Linked DNA regions of Gossypium arboreum: regions 1, 3 and 4 are each linked to region 2. Evidence: chromatin contacts called from public Hi-C data. All regions are on one chromosome and are shown on one strand. Each heading gives the region's core, a stretch centred on a gene start, on an enhancer-like site or on the middle of the called end of the contact. The rest is flanking DNA. Distances are from core to core; before and after follow the strand shown. Region 1 holds the start of LOC108476602 (protein ROOT HAIR DEFECTIVE 3 homolog 2-like). Region 2 holds the start of LOC108483912. Region 3 holds the start of LOC108480583 (photosystem I reaction center subunit III, chloroplastic-like). Region 4 holds the start of LOC108480202 (putative hydrolase C777.06c).

Region 1 (2,700 bases), core at 180-2,679, 170 kb before region 2:
TTATTATTGTTATTATATTATTATTATTATTTTTATTACTATTATTATTATTATTATTATTATTTATTACTTTTACTATTATTCTATATAATATTATTGTTTTTTTTTTATTATTATTAGTAGTAACGTAATAGTATTTTTATTATTTTATTATTTTTTACCTTTTTATTACTATTATTATTATTATTATTTATAATTATTATTATTATTTTTTAAAACCATTTTACTTAATATTTTTTCTTATTCAGCCTACTTTAAATTTTTAATTAAATTTTTATTAGTATTTTTGTTATTTCATTTACTATTCCCTTTTATTATTTTGTTTAGTTCATTGTTATGTTTTTGGCCCTCATTATTATTATTCCATTATATATATATATATATATATATATATATATTACATCATTTGTTTGTGTTTACTTACTTATTATCATTATCCTTACTTTTAGACATTTTTATGATTATCTTATTATTCATTTACCTAATCCTTTTAAGTTTTAGATTACTTATTATTTATATTAATATTATCATTATCATTATCATTATCATTATTATTATTATTATTATTATTATTATTATTATTATTATTTAAGCTATTTTACAAAGCATCTATTTATTGGTTTATTTCAGGTTCTATTATTTTTTGGTTTTTTAGTTTTTACCTATTTTTTTCTTTTTATAGTTTCGTTGTTTTATTTCTTTACTCCATTTTATTTTCCTCATTGTTATTACCATTACCATTCGCATTACGCATTTGTTATTCTAGTATGCAATTTAGTATCGTACTTTTTTTCATCAAATTGCATTACATTAACCTTCACCTGATTCATGGAATTTTGTTTTAAAATAAAGGTAATATTTCGTATTTGAAAATTCAAGAAATTGTGCTCTAACGTACTGAGTTTCGGTTTCTTCGTTTGATCTAAATAACCGAATACCCTTTTAAAATTGAAACTCATGAGTTTCAAATAAAAAGCTTATTCTCGAGAATTCGAGATGTTGTGTCCTAACTTACTGGATGTGACATCTTGTTGTCTCGAGGTAAGAATTTCTAAGAAACAAAAGACAATCTTATTTTCAAAGGTTTCAAATGTCGTGTCCTAACTCACTGAGTGTGACATTTTATTTCTTCGAAATAAGAAGTCTTAACATCATCCAATTCGATTTATTCAAGTTTTCTTTTAAATAAAAAGGATCGTTTTTTAAAATCTTTTCAATTTTTCGACATTAATACATAAGTTAATCAATTAGGTACCAATTTTGGGCGTTACGAGAGTGCTAATCCTTCTTCATACGTAACTAACTCCTGAACCTGTTTTCTTAAATTTCGTAGGCCAAAATTGATGTTTTAATAAAACAAAATATTTTACAAGGTGTCGACCCTCGTTTTTCAAAATAAAAAAATGGTTTCGACAGTAACATTGCGTATGGGTTTCTCTATTTTCCTCCTTTCTACCCACTTGATCTCTCTCACTTTGTCTTTCTATCTGTTTTTTTTCAACATTTTAATTGGTGTGTATTACTGCAGATATGGAATGCAGTTAGTAAACCTAAGTCCCATAAAGATACTCCCCTCAGTGAATTCTTTAATGTAAGTAGATATCCATTTTCCTGTTTCCTAATCACCTTTGCATTTCAGTTCTATGTCGTTCATAGTTATTATAAGCATTGGTTACCATTTGAACTTTTACATGAAGGTGGAGGTCACTGCTTTATCAAGCTTTAAAGAAAAAGAGGATTTGTTCAAAGAGCAGGTAATCTCTCTCTCTTGTTACTGAAGTTTATTATGCCTCAAAATTTTAGGTATGATTGACTTTTGGATACTGCTTTTAACTCTTTTCGTATTACTTTGTTTATCCAAATACTTGGTTTTGGGCATCATGATCCATTTTTTTATCCTTTTGGTACATTGAAGAAGGCATGAAGGGGAGGGGAGGGGAGGGGAGGGGAGGGAGAGTGAGTAGAATCCTGGCCCTTGATGCTAAACTAGCATTTAAATTTCTCTCATGCAGGTTGCTCAACTAAGGTAGCACTTTTTCAAATCTATTTTTCTGGGAGGATTTGCTGGTGATAGACAGGGTGTTGTCCCTGCCGCCGGATTCTCTTTTAGTGCACAACAGACATGGAGAGTTATAAAAGAGAACAAGGATCTTGATCTTCTTGCTCACAAGGTTATCTCTTCATCCTTATCTTTCTATCTGAATAGTGTTTCTTTCCTTATCATATAATTAATGTCTTTCCATCATTTTCATCAAGTAATGGTTGCCATAGTGCGTTGTGAAGAGATTGCAAATGAGAAACTCCATCACTTATCCTCTAATGAGGTACATTTTTACTTTGCTTGATTGAATGCTCCATTTTAGTAATGGTTAGTAAATTTTGAGTAGGATTGCTAGCATTGGAAGAAGTTGTTCAAAGTGGACCAGTGTTTGGTTTTGGGAGAAGGCTGAGCTCTATCCTAGAAACCTACTTTAGGCATGTATTGTTGTTTGATGCTTTGAATTGTATGTATTAATCATCCAACCTAAAACCAATTGTTTACAGGTGGAGGAGCTCAACTTTAATATGAGACCATACGAAACCCAATACTACAGATGCGGATAACACCACTTAACACTCCCCTCACATGTAGCTCAAAAGGTCTTTACGTTAAATAGCTACCTTTGTCAACCTCATAGGGTTAGGTAGGAGGAACAGCAT
Region 2 (2,700 bases), core at 174-2,673:
TTCAAACGCATATTTTCATATCAAATTGTTCTACAAATGGCTCGTACCAAGCAAACTGCTAGGAAATCAACCGGCGGCAAGGCGCCACGTAAGCAGCTAGCCACGAAGGCGGCTCGAAAATCAGCTCCGGCGACTGGAGGAGTGAAGAAGCCTCATCGTTTCAGGCCAGGAACTGTGGCTCTTAGGGAAATCAGGAAGTACCAGAAAAGCACTGAGCTCTTGATCAGAAAGCTTCCATTCCAGAGGCTTGTGAGAGAAATCGCTCAAGATTTCAAGACTGACTTGAGGTTCCAAAGCAGCGCTGTTGCTGCTCTTCAAGAGGCGGCTGAAGCTTATCTCGTCGGACTATTTGAGGATACAAATCTATGTGCTATTCATGCTAAGAGGGTTACCATCATGCCTAAGGATATCCAGCTTGCTAGGAGGATTAGAGGTGAGAGAGCCTAGGTTTGCTTTTAGGTGATTGATGTCTGAGGCCTAAGCTTATTTTCATTTTGATGTATTAGATTTCTCTGCAAATGTTTGATGTAAATCGATGCGATTCTAAAGGATGCCATATAATTTCATGATTTTTGATTAATGAGATTGGAGCTGTTCGTTCATATTGTAAGAAATTAAAAAAGGGAAATTAAAATTTTATAAAAAGGAAGTATAAAATATTTTGGGTCGCATATCTCACGTCAAAAAATAGATTTTGAGGATGGTAGTGTATTTTTCAAATACTAAACAATTCATTTGCTGTATACATTCAAATTAAAAATTTACATAAAAATATAAATTCTTAAAAAAAAACAATCCTTATTTCTCTTCCATTCATTCTTTAGTAAGATATAAATTTTTTCTTTTCAACTTCAATTTGAATTGATTTCTCATTAAATATTATATATATTAATTTGATTTTGCTAAAAAATGGTTTTACTAAATAAAATTTTACTTTTTATATTTAAATTTAAATAAAATATTTAAAAAATTAAAAATAAATGGTAGAGTGCATGGTGGTGCCTTATAAAATGGCTTTATCAATAGAAAAATATTTTCTTTATAGGTTTAAAATTTAAAAACAAAAAAAGTGTCAAATTTTTTGACTTCACCAAATTTTTTTAAAACTCTTCTAAATTTTTAAAAATAATAATATTCTTTTATATTTATATATGTGACTTTATTTTATATGGTTCTACTAAAATATAAATTATTTATTTTAGTTGTTAATGTAACATGTTGGTGGCTTTAAACTTTTTATTCCACCAAATTTTATTGTAATTTTTCAGGGCATCTTCATATATAATAAAAAATAAATTATTTTCGTAATTAATCAAATTTTTAAGGATATTTTTATAAAAAAAAACCATAAGAATGACAACAATCATGAAAAAGAAATGGGCTTCAGGCCAGAGTTTTTCAGCCCGGTCCGATCCGATTTTATTACCCTAAATTTTTTTCCCGTATTTCCTCTCAGACCCAGTCCCTCATTCGGTCATTCCCCTTCTCTTCCCTATCAGTTCTTATTTCTTAAAAGAGAAAACCGATAGCTCTAAGTGCCGCTCTCCACCTCCACGGCTCCACCAGTGGCCTCCAGCGCCGCTGCCCGTCCGTCTGTCTGCGCGTCTCGCTGCAGCCCATCAACGTTGCTTTTTGCGTCCTGCTTCTTCCTGCTGCTGCTGCTTCCTCTGGTTTGCTCGGTATTTATGCCGTCCAATAGTTCATATATTTTGTTATTTTATTTTTCTTATTATTGTTTTCCACTGCTGCTTTCACTGCCGATTTTAGGGTGTTTTATGCACAAAGATTAAATTATGTTTAGGATTAAATTTTCAGTTATTTTATTTTTCTTATTATTGTTTTCTTAAACTTGAAGCTGGGAATTCCTTATTGTGGACGAAACTAAGATAATTGTGACCAGAAACTAAGATAAAAATTTCGTTGAATGTGTGTTTAATTGTAAAAGTATGTGGGTTTTTCTGCTTCACTTGCTGACGACTTGTGAGCCGGTATTTTGTAATGCTATTCTCATTTCAAAAGATTCTGGTTTTATCCTGTTGCTGCCTATCTCAAAAGCCTGGCATATGACCTTTCGTGGCTTGGTATTGTAAGAATTTTGAGCTATTTAGGCTTGAAATTCAATTCAATTCCAGATTGATCGAGTTTCCAACTTGAGGTTGATGTGATATAAAATTTGAATCGATGGATTTGCTTCTATTATGTTCATTTATTCTGTAAAAGATGAATTTAATTTCTTTATATTCAACTTTAAAATTAATTAATTATATTTGTTAGTTTAACTTCAGATTTTCTAACAGTAAAACTCTTTTTTGTGGGGTAAAAATTGATTAAGTTTTGGAGTTATTTGAGTATTAGTACATCTGAATTTGGTTTATTAAGCTTTGATTCATCAATGATCAAGTTTAAAATTTTATGGAATCGAATACAAGTAATTTACAAGCACATTATCTCATATAAACATTTGAATTTGGTTTATATCACATTATCTTTTGCTATATGTTTGTAATGTTTAAGATTAGATTTTCTTATTTATGCGATGAATCTACTGATGGGATTAGGTGGATGTGGTGGAGTTTTACGCGATAATAAGAGAATTATGTTGGCTTTGTTCTCTAGTACTTTGCAAGCATCTGACTTTCATTTTTGCAGAACTATTAACCATTAAGATAGCATTTGATGTTTTTGTTAAAACTTTGTCTT
Region 3 (2,700 bases), core at 71-2,570, 190 kb after region 2:
AGTTATAATCATATAAGCTTAGATGTGAGTATGGTGATATAATTATACTCTCGATCCCTTTACCTTCTACTCATTTGAAATTACTACTTCTATTTTTAATCTCAAGAATCTATTATTTGATTCAATAATTGAAGTTTAATGTGATATTTTTAAATAAAAAATGTTACTAATATGATTAATAAATGAAAATATCGAATTTTGGGGTGTAAAATTGGATTCGGAATATAAGATTGCAAGGTTTTATGACACACTATTTCAGATTAGTAATTTACTACTTCAGAATAGTAAGGTTCAACATCATTAGATGGAATATGGCCAACACATGTTAACCCTTACACTATAAGGCAAAAACATGCTTGAATTAGCGTAAAATAAAAAATAAAAAAAAAAGGGGGAATTTTTTTGAAGAGAAAGAGAAGAAGGACCTGAGGAGATTAAACGTCCTTGACAACAAGGTCACCATTGATAAGCTCTCTGTAAGCAGCGACAGGCCAAATAAAGCCTCTAAATATAAGACCGGTAGCCAAAGGCACATCAATGATGATCTCCTTCATGGCAGGCTTCTTATCATCGCTAATAGCAATGAGGTAGCTCCTTCCAACCCACCCGATCCATCCAGCGATGTACAAGAACAAGAGACCAGGCGTGATGAACTCACCCCAGTGCCTCTGATCACCGCTTACTATCAAATGAGGCAACCCATCAGACCCACACAGCAGCCCGTACTTCCCGTAGTTGTCAAACCGTCTCTTGGTTTTCTCGATGGTTGCTTTGATAGCGAGAGCTGGAGCGCTGTCAGGGGCGTATAGCTTCAACGACGATTCCAGCTTCTTGATCTGCTGCTTCTCACGTTTGGCGAATTGCTTGGACTCTTTGCATGGTGTGAGGCCTGCAATATCAGCTACGGCAGGCTGTGGGGCTGAGAGAAGAATGGAAGAAAGAGCAAGAGCTGCTGAGAAGGCTTGGAGTGATGAAGCTGATGATGGTGGCGATGAAGTCTTGTCGGTGGAGCATACCACCAATGATCGTGAAACTTTGGGGGTGAGTTTGGAGTTTAGCTTTGGCTTCAAAAGGGATTTGGAGAGGTTAGTGGGGATTGTAAGAGACATTTTGGGAGTATAGTAGTTGTGGTGTGTGGTGAAGAAGGAGGGGAGGAGGATTTGAGAGAGAAGGGGAAGGATGAGTTTTAGATTCGGAGGAGGGAAGGACTAGTGGTGGAAGGAAAGATAAGATGAAGTGGAATATGAGATGTTAGAATGCTGAGTTGGGTAGCTGCGATTGGGTTCATGGCTGTTTGGTTGTAAGTTTCAGATTCTCCCTGTATCCATATCTATATCTGATATAGCTCTTATATACCTATATAATCTACTATTCTATTTAAATAATAAAAAAAACTATATTCTATATATACCCATAGGCTTCCTTTGGTCAAATTTTTATTTTAATCTTATAAAAACCTCTATATTATCAGTTAATCTAATAAATCCTAAATTACTTTTATTAAAACTAACATTCTCCTACCCTACTATTTAAACAATTCTTGGAGACATCATCTAAATTACTATTCCTAGATGGAATCCAACTACTAATTGCGTTATACTACGCCCAACTTGTTGATATTTTAATAATTTCTACAGAATTTTATGGGAGCATTTCGATAATAAAGTGATTATTATTTTTCCAAAATCGCCGAATTAGTATTCCAAAAAGCGTTGACCAAGGGACTCCATGCCTCGTCAGCTGCCCATGACTTCCTAAGTTTGTTCTGACCGATTCAAATAAATTGTTAAGAGAAAAACTGAGACCATCTTGCTTTCGGCACAATCAATTTCCAGATATCCTTAGCTATTGGACAGTCTCTGAGAATATGTAAAGTGTCTTTTGTTTCGTATTGGCACATTGGACATACTTTTGTTTGGTTAATTCCTCTTTTAACCCTTTCTAGGTTTGTAAGCAGGCATTGTTTATAAACTAATCATAAGAAAAACCGAACTAGTAAAACCATTAAGGAAGTTAATTATTTACACTAAGGATATGTTTCATCAATTGAAAAATTAAATGCTGAAAATATAAATATTGAATTTTATAAGTATTAAATTTATATTATAAAAATGTTTCATATATTAATAAAAATTAAGTATGTAACAGGCTAATTTGCCTGGGCCCATACTAAAACCAAATTACAAAATAATAATAAATCAAAAAAAAAGCAATTAAATGTCCACTATAGTCCAATTACAAAATGCTGGCCCAAAAAAACAAAATAACCAAACAGAATAAACTAAATCCAATACACCAGGCCCAAGTTAACCCTAAACCCAAACAAACCCATAACCCAATACTCAAAACAAAACAAATTTGGCCCAAGTGGCCCAAGACCAAATTATTCACAGAAACCTTAGGTTTTCTGTTTGCGCAGCAACTAGCCTCTAGCGTAGCCTCCGTACGCCCCATGCCAAGTGCCACGTATCACCACGCCAACTGGCCTCCGTACTTGCATGTAAACACAAGAAAACAACTGCAAAACAACAAGCAAAAGGAGCAAATTTTGTTTTTATTCTCTTTCGGCTATAAAAAGCCTAAAACTTTTCAATATTTTTTTGGATACTGACGAACAGAGGGAATATGAAATCAATATAGAGAAATTGAACACATTTCAAAGGTGGTTCATTTGTTCATTTGTTCATTTTCTATTTTTAT
Region 4 (2,700 bases), core at 84-2,583, 250 kb after region 2:
ATATATGAACAACAGATATATTGGTAATGTATCTGCATAACTGGAGATAGAAAAGTATTTATGCACAATAAAACCAAGAATAAAAATTCATATTATACCTATCCATTGAATGTCGAGTTAGGTAAATGGCGGTGGGATCAATATCGTTAGTAGGACTATGAGGTTGGATGGCACGAATATCATCCAAACCAAGAATTGCATCAGCATGTTCATGAGTCAAAACAATCTAGAGTTCACAAAAGGAAAATTAGTACTATTTTGGAATTGCACTAGTCAATAAACTAAATATAAGATGGTCACTATGCTAAGCTTAAACTCACAGAATCTACACGAGGAATCTTGTGGAAAGTGAACCACCGAAGAACTTGTTCCCTAAATGTCTTGCCCACATCAATAATAATATAATTGCGTATACCATCGCTGGAACAATAATCTATAAGCAAAGATGTATTGCACCTGAAAGGATAAAAAAAATCGAAGCTGGAAAACCTTAAATTTCTTTGAGAAACTATAATCAGAAATTATCACATAATGAAAGCACAGATGTGGAGAATCATTTGAACTTGTGAAAATGAACAAGATTGTTAATTATACTCCTAAATTGCATTGCAAAAATATTTTATTTTTACATTAAGATTTCTTCAATTAACAGAATCTATTATAAAATGCATTTTTATCCAAGAAATTACAGTATTAAAATATTTTTATATCAGTTATTATAGTACTTGAATTATCAATATTTTTCTCATTGTCAATAAAATTACTTTTGCACGTTAATTGTGAGGATTTGTGCACGACTTGGGTATAATAAACAAATTAAACTAAGTTATTTTCTTTTACTACTAAATTAACAGCAACAAGTTACCAACGATATTTGATAAATTATTTAAAAAATGTCAAGACAATGTTGATATCACACAATAATGACTAGTGAAAAAAATGCACGGAAAAGTTTAGATCTGCGGTATAGAAGAAATTGTATGCACAATTAAATTTTAGAAAAAAAAATAAAGGGGAAAGGAGACCTGTAATTAGGGTTACGATCGGGGGGGATGGAGAGGGATTGGGAGCAGACTTGACAGGGAGGATCAGAGGGCTGAATCAAGCACATAGCGTTTGGGAGGGCACTGGAGCAGCCGGTTCCAAGAAAGATCAGAGCCGATCCATCACCACTGCGACCACCGTTTCCTACGGCACTCTCAAGAGCTCCATTTTGGAGCGGGTTTTGATTTTCCATTATTATTATTATTGGAAATTTGAGGTGCTGAAAAGAGGATGAATGGGGAAGAAGAAGAAATTTTACCAAAGGTGGAGGGCATTTATAGGGAATAATCCGCCCGAATATTTTAACGGCTCCTGCCCTTTTAATTTTTTGCCACGTTACAGTTGTTCAAAACTTTTTAGGGTAAACTAACTAGTTGATCACCCAACTTTTAAGATGCTTTCATTTTGGTCCCCTATATGAAATCCTGCAATTTGGTCACCCAACAGAGGAAGAAACAGAGTTAAAGAATGAACTACAAAGAACAGTGATGAAGATTCTTGAAGATAAGGACTATGTATTTTGAGATAAACAATTATGCATATCAAGGTATGAATTAATCAATTGAATTCAAATAAAATTCAAGGATTTATAAGTTGATCGATTAATGTTCAACTATGAACCATCTAATTCATTAGAAAAACAACAACAAAAAATGTATAGAAATGAAACCTAGTCCTTACTCACAATCAATGCTACATATCAGGCTTTCTATTCTTTAACCATTACTGCAGTTTCATCCTTTTATAGCTACAATGACAAGTTCAACATATATATAACTCAACTCAATTGATGGACCTTTGATCAGAAATTGATCAAAAGGTGCCTTCAATTGATTACAACTTTGCAGTGAAGTCTTCATCTCTTAAGAAGGTACCTTTAATTTGTATGTAGGACCAAAGGCAATGTTATGGGCCAAAACAGAAATCAGGACATTTAAGGAGCTAAGTAAAATGGTACGTTGACTCTCGTGCTTAAATCTTGACTTTATTTGATTCGCTCTTTCTATTTTCTGGATCATTTATCAACCTTACAGAAATGTTTTTGGATTTGATTAATGAGTTTCTTTTTTTTTTTTTTTCATCAGATTTGATCACTTGGTTTGGGACTTGAACTCTCTCCAGAATTTGATTTTTTTTTTCCATTGTGTTGTGTTTTCAAGGTAAGATTTCATTTTTCATGTCGAATGTAAATGTATCAATCATTTGGTTTTCTCATGGGACCCTGTTTTAGTATTCAATTTGTTTTCCCTACACTTGTTCAACTCAATTTGATTCTCATGTTTAACACATAAAATTTCAGAAATTTCTACTCGCTACCGTCTCGAGAATAGATCATATTCTTTGGAATAAAATTCATGCCTAGAATACCTATTTCTTCACCCATTGATGTTGACATTTTGGGCATGTTGCAAGCCTGCAGACTGTTTGTACAACTCCATTTCTTCATTCTTGTGTAAGCAAATTTTTGGTACTGCTGGTACAAAAGCAAAAGAAAAAAAAAGAAAAAATACAAAAGCAAAAGAAAAAAAAGAAAAAAAACAAAGGGTTATTGAGTACTTTTTAGTATTGATGTTTATTGAATTCTTTTCTGTAACGACTCGATAGTAAGGGGTGTTGGAAAGTGTATTTCTGGGACTCCATTTTTGTAAACCTAAC

The links. A called contact is a pair of places that touch in the nucleus more often than the background predicts.
Region 1: a contact with region 2 is called in a Hi-C map of leaf, with 4 times the contacts expected there. The contact joins the promoter of LOC108476602 here to the promoter of LOC108483912 in region 2. A contact is called at or near these places in 3 of 5 Hi-C or Micro-C datasets (all in leaf).
Region 3: a contact with region 2 is called in a Hi-C map of leaf, with 4 times the contacts expected there. The contact joins the promoter of LOC108480583 here to the promoter of LOC108483912 in region 2. A contact is called at or near these places in 2 of 5 Hi-C or Micro-C datasets (both in leaf).
Region 4: a Hi-C map of leaf shows a contact between it and region 2, with 4 times the contacts expected there. The contact joins the promoter of LOC108480202 here to the promoter of LOC108483912 in region 2. A contact is called at or near these places in 2 of 5 Hi-C or Micro-C datasets (both in leaf).

The regions. Positions count from the first base shown.
Region 1 is chr6:19,809,282-19,811,981 of ASM2569848v2, forward strand. It overlaps LOC108476602 (protein ROOT HAIR DEFECTIVE 3 homolog 2-like), which reads left to right and starts at 1,430. Exons shown (of 10, transcript XR_008284313.1): 1 at 1,430-1,591; 2 at 1,698-1,754; 3 at 2,013-2,171.
Region 2 is chr6:19,975,807-19,978,506 of ASM2569848v2, forward strand. LOC108483912 reads left to right here and starts at 1,424. Exons shown (of 5, transcript XM_017787452.2): 1 at 1,424-1,679. It overlaps LOC108484012 (histone H3.2), which reads left to right. Exons shown (of 1, transcript XM_017787614.2): 1 at 1-602. The coding sequence starts at 37. The coding sequence ends at 447.
Region 3 is chr6:20,164,168-20,166,867 of ASM2569848v2, forward strand. LOC108480583 (photosystem I reaction center subunit III, chloroplastic-like) reads right to left here and starts at 1,321. Exons shown (of 2, transcript XM_017783628.2): 1 at 426-1,321. The coding sequence starts at 1,109. The coding sequence ends at 435.
Region 4 is chr6:20,230,447-20,233,146 of ASM2569848v2, forward strand. It overlaps LOC108480202 (putative hydrolase C777.06c), which reads right to left and starts at 1,334. Exons shown (of 10, transcript XM_017783108.2): 1 at 1,026-1,334; 2 at 321-456; 3 at 99-226. The coding sequence starts at 1,237.